2 separate regions of the Mus musculus genome follow, and region 1 is linked to region 2. A link is a contact called in public Hi-C data. All regions are on one chromosome and are shown on one strand. Each heading gives the region's core, a stretch centred on a gene start, on an enhancer-like site or on the middle of the called end of the contact. The rest is flanking DNA. Distances are from core to core; before and after follow the strand shown. Region 1 holds the start of E130310I04Rik (RIKEN cDNA E130310I04 gene). Region 2 has its middle 33 kb from the start of Mylk.

Region 1 (2,700 bases), core at 119-2,618, 210 kb after region 2:
GCATTACCCCACCCCCACCCCCTGCATCGATTGGCCTTCCTGCAGTGCTCTGCTTTCTGTGCCCCAGCCCCTGGGCTAACCCGGTGGCAGAGCAGCCTCACCCCTTGGCCTCTGGCCCTCTGCAGCTACCTGCCCCTTAATCCCATGTTGCTTGGTCTAGAGAGACTGTTTCTCTAAGGTCACTGTGATTGCTAACCCTAAGTTCTTCCCCTTTCTATATCTCTGAGTTCCCAGTAAGCTGAACCCCTATTTAGACCGAGTCTCAAGATTTGGTGTTGCCTTCTTTCCTAGTAACTGTTTTTACGTTCCGATCTGTCTTCTGACACATCTAAATCGCTTTCTATGTGGCTTCCTCCCATGGGTGATGCTCACTGTTTTCCCTCGGTCATGGTTCCCCTTGTGGCAGATGCATATAGTACAGTAGAGGGACACAAGAAGGTGCAGCTAGGGGGACAGTAGACTGTGTTGTATGCCTGTGTGGGCCTCCATATATGGGGCTCCTGAAAGACTTTGGCCTGGTATTTAATTGCATACACATTAGATTTGAGTAGGTTTTCCAGTCAATCTTGGCTTTCAAGCTTACAGGGTTTCAATTAGACAAAGGGGCTCCTTTGGGTTCAGTGTGAAGACTAGTCCCCAACTTCACAGCAGGGCTCACACCTACAGAACAAAAGAGTGTTAGAAAGGATTCATGAGCCACAGCGGGGATCTGAGGAATGTCCCAAGCATGAAGTTGGCAGTTGGAGAGGACTCAGAGGCTCTCTTAGTGCTGTCACTCTGTGGTCCCTAACTTTGGTCCCAGTCTTCCTTCTCCATCTTTATCTCCTATCCTCACCTTAGGCCCAAAGTGGATAGGTATGTCTCCAGCCATGCAGAAGGGAAACTAAGGGAAGAACTCATTTCAGACTCTCAAAAGCCTGCCCTCCAGATGTGCCCATGGCCTGTGGATGGCTAAAGAGTGAAGAATCTCTCTAAGACAGAGAAACCTCTTCCTCAGCCTTCCCATCTATCTGCCCCTGTGTGGGGTCAACAACTTTAAACTGCCTTTCTGAAACCAGTGCCCCCTACCCCAATCGGGGCCACCCCGGGCCGTGCCACACTCCCCTTCCCCCAGCCCCACTGCGGGAGCTGCAGTTCTGACCTTTTATGGTTGAGTTTCTCATTCTCCACTGCCGGTGCTGACAGGGCCATCGGTGTGGCTGCCTGCCAGCTGGCAGGAGCAACATGTTAAATGCCGTCCTAGGAGGGGAATGGAATGGGGAGCAGGCTCTCTGTCTGCCTCCCCCACCCCAGAGCTAAGAATAGAATCGCTCAATAAAATGAGGACTCGTATTGATGGCCACAGCACAGCTACATCCATTCAAAGCCCATGAATTTAGACTTAGGCCAAAGTAAACCAGGATTAACCTGATTTACCTGTGTGTCTCCAGGGACATCTGCATATTATCTGATTGGGGTTTATTAAGTAGATATAAACACAAATGAGATAAAGTAGATATTGTTCCACCTATTCTGGACAGTTTTCAAGCACTTGAAACGCATCCACTTGATGGGCCGACTAAATAAGGCCACTTAAAAGTGACTTGTGCTCCTTAGCTGCAGAAGTCTCTTGTGGCATATTCTCTGAAGAGCTGCCTTCTTTTCAGATCACTCAAGAGTCTCATTTTCAAATCAACAAAAGCTAGCCCTTCCCCCCCCCCAAGTTGGTTTAAGTGAGGGATACTTAGCTATTTCCGAGGCTAATTATTGTATTTTAAGAAGCAGCATAAGAATGAGGTTTGCAGCCTGGCCTGGGCCTGCGCCTGCGCCTTCTGGGCTGTTCTGTGTGACCTGGGAGAGGATGAGGGAGGAGCAGGGGATCCAGATGGATTCTTTAATGTCACTCACCCAACACAAGAATAACAGGCCTCCTCCTAACTCTAAGGGAGAAAAACAAAGTATCAAGAACCCAACCTACACCAACTACATTCTGAGTTTAAAGCTGATGTGATTTGGAAGGGCTGGAGATACGCCTTAGAGATTCCCGGCTTACCAGTGTAAGCATGACACTAGCTTGGTCTCATTCTGCCTGACAGCATAGAAAGGACGGAACCCTGTCTGGATGCACAGGGTTGTGGGACTCTCCTGTGGCTTTGTCCATGACTAGTGAGTGTTCCGGCTTGCTCTGATAATGCACCCTGACTAAAAGCAACATAGGGAGAAAAGAGTGGATTGGCTCACAATTCTGGCTTACAGTCCACCATCTCAGGGCTAGGCTAGGCTAGAACTCAGGTCGCTAGTCATTTCACATTCATGGCCAAGAGCCGAGAGACCAAATGCATCGCGGTGTGCTCTCTTGCTCTCAGTTAGCTTACTCCCCTCATACTATCCGGTTTGCCCTGCCTAGGGAATCTACAGCCACAATGGCCTGAGTCTTCCTGCCTCAGATAACAGTCAAGACATTCCCCATAGATACACCCACAGGCCAACCTGATCTGTGTAATTCCTTGTTAAGGCTTTCTTCCCAGTTGATTCACGGTTGTATCAGACTGACAGTTAAAACTAACCAGCACCGTGAATTCAGCCTCAGCCTCAGCCTCTTAGAGCCTCTTTCCAAGCGTGTGCCGTAGTTTAGGCCAGTAGCTGTTGGATTCAGGATCAGTGCTTGGCCATCTCTGCAGGCCCAGCCCAGACAGACATGGTGTGGGCAAACACAAAGAG
Region 2 (2,700 bases), core at 38-2,537:
ATTTGATTTTTTTTTATGGTGAAAATTTATAACAACTTTGGAAAATCTGCTGGGGAAGGGTGTAGTGGTGTTTATTCCTTACAGCAGGGTTCCAGAGCTGTAAAATAATGTTTCCCTTCTAGTCCAGCTGGCTCAGTGGGTCCAGGGACTCTCTGATGTTTGCCTTGTTTTGATTTCTGCTTTTGTTTTTTTTTTTTCTGCACAAAGCTCCCTGGATGATTCTGAGAGCAGCCAAAGATGAGGCTCAATCCTGAGTGGATTTTTTTTTCATGATGTCGTTGTTTCTTTGTTTTGTGAATTAGCAATAAATCTTCAGAATTGACAAACCAACTCTGGTTAGGTAAAAAGAAAGAAGGGAGGGAGGGAAGGGAGGAGGGAAGGAAGGAGGGAGGGAGGGAATGGGGTAGGGATAGAAGCTGTGCCTTGCGTAGTTAGTTTCTCAGGAAACAAGCATCTCCTCTGATGCACACATTTGACAGTGGCCAAGCATTTTGTTCATAGAGCTGCATACTCGTTTCTTCATCATTGGTACAACTAAAATGAAAGATCCTTCCGAACTATGTTAGTTTCACATGATTTTGGGATGTAACGCTGCTGGTTTTTACAATCAGTGTTCATGAGTTCTGAATGGTGGTCAATCCTTGTTTCAAGACAGACACTGGGTTAAGATTTAGATTTGTTGCTGTTTTTGTTTGTTTTTAGGGCATGTTGTCTCTGACTGTGTGGTATTTTATTTTGGGTCTTTGCATCTATGTCTCAAGTGAGATAAAACTATTGTTTTTGCTTTCTTTGCCCAGCAGTGTTTAAGCCTCAGATTTTTGACACCTTTCCTTCTTTGAAATGAATAGAACCACTCTCTGAGACACTGAAAGATGCTGTAATTTCCCTACATTTCTTTTTCTTCTCTCTCACCTGAGCCTCTCTCTTTCTCTTTCTGGATGCAGAAGTGCTACCTCCTCCTCTCCTGCCCAGCTAATGGCTGAATCTGCTCTTTATTGACCAATAAGAAAAAAAAAATAATGAGTCAAAAAATGCTTCATAGTAATGATAACAAAATCCAGACTGCACCCAGATCTCCCGGAACTAAAATCAGCATCTGAATACACAGGGAGCAGACTATCCCCTAACAAGGTCCAGGTTTTACATTTAAGTTTGATGTGGTTTGGTTTTTGAGTCAGCTGTTATACTTGTCTCAAGACATAGAGATTCTTTTCTCAACAGGAATGTCTAGTTGTCTACTGTAGTGAAAAACTAGCCCTCCCTGTTGTCCCTTTGTTGAAAATTAATGGAGCATGTGTGTGGGGGATGTCAGCTGAGTATTTCCCACTGCTTTATGTGTTTATCTTAGCAGTGATACAGTATCGAGGCCTTTGTATCTTTATTAGATCCTTTAAAATCGAGAAGTTGAATCAACTTACTCCCTTCTCAAAGTTGTTCAGCCATTCTAGAGCTTTTGCTGTTCGGATAAATTTTAGGACTTCCATGTGGATGTCTACATTAAAATCCTGCTGTAAGTTTTGTTGTTGCTGTTTGTCTGACTGATGGGTTGATTTTGTTTGTTTGTTTGTTTGTTTGTTTATTTGCTTTATCTTTCTGAGACAGGATCTGTTCATACTCTTGTAACTACACCTAGAGGCAGGCCTCTGGGCATTGTCTAGATTAAGGTTAGCCTCTAAGAACGAGAGTCTCTCTCTGTCTCTACCTCTCTCTCTCTCTCTCTCTCTCTCTCTCTCTGTGTGTGTGTGCGTGTGCGTGTGCGTGTGCGTGTGTGTGTGCGCGCGCGCGCGTGTGTGTGTATTGTATATGGATACCCGTGGAAGCCAGAAGAAGGCAGTTGATTCCCCCGGAGCTCTGGAGTTACATATGTTTGTGAGCTGCCCAATGTGAATTCAGGGAACTAAACTTGGTCCTCTGCCAGAGAAGCAACCACTCTTAACCAATGGGCTATCTCCTTTGTCTTGAGATTGTCCTGATTATGCTCACTGATATGGAAGCTCTGTCTTCTTACTATGGTTAGGATCATTCCTTTGGTAGCAGATCCTGAACTGTATGAAATGGAGACAACAAGCTAGGTACTGGCATGCATTTGTTCATGCATTACTCCCTGCCGTTGACTGTGGTTGTGATAGGACCAGTTGCTTCAGTTCCCTGCTTCAGTTCCCTGCCGCTTCTCAGAGATGGGCTGTAACCTGCCGTGGTGAGCTGAAAACCCCCTTCCTCTTTTAAGCTTCTTTTGTCAGGGTGTTTATCACAGCAACAGAAAAGTAGACCACAGGTCTTTATTGCACAACCCAGGCTAGCCTGCAGTTCACTGTGCAGATCAAGTTTCCAGTGTGCAGCAGCTCACCCACTTTGCAAGTGTGCTAATCAGTAGTAGTTTCACATTCAGGAGAACTTACATCTTAGTGGTGTGTGTGTGTGTGTGTGTGTGTGTGTGTGTGTGTGTATGTATATATGTATATGTGTATATATGTATATATGTATATATGTATATATATGTGGGGGGGTGGGATGGGGGGTGGAATAGGTGTGTGCAGCATACCCATTAGCCATCTCTCTCTAATGAATTGTGTATCGTATGATTTCTTCCTCAGTGTTCTTTACTTTTTATCATATAAATGTTCAGTGTACTTGGTTAGATTCTAAACTTATGCATCGTATGTTTTAAGTTTTGAAATATAACTTTTAGTAAAATCTTAT

What was found. A called contact is a pair of places that touch in the nucleus more often than the background predicts.
Region 1: a Hi-C map of uterus shows a contact between it and region 2. The contact joins the promoter of E130310I04Rik here to the enhancer-like site in region 2. A contact is called at or near these places in 16 of 39 promoter capture datasets (the 3T3-L1 cell line, 3T3-L1-derived adipocytes, cranial neural crest and 8 more), 21 of 484 Hi-C or Micro-C datasets (embryonic fibroblasts, embryonic stem cells, liver and 5 more) and 4 of 9 other capture datasets (adipose tissue, embryonic stem cells, liver and 1 more).

Annotation. Positions count from the first base shown.
Region 1 is chr16:34,957,626-34,960,325 of GRCm38.p6, forward strand. E130310I04Rik (RIKEN cDNA E130310I04 gene) reads right to left here and starts at 1,369. Exons shown (of 4, transcript NR_045723.1): 1 at 1,142-1,369. The region is part of intron 21 of Mylk (myosin, light polypeptide kinase); the gene reads left to right.
Region 2 is chr16:34,750,929-34,753,628 of GRCm38.p6, forward strand. It overlaps a transcript of Mylk not described here. Among named protein-coding and RNA genes, the nearest start is that of Mylk, 33 kb to the right of the region's middle. Within about 2 kb of position 1,288, at least 17 of the 459 cell types and tissues checked have an H3K27ac peak or open chromatin away from gene starts, as enhancers often do. A contact at or near this core is called in nephron progenitors and uterus, where this site is marked.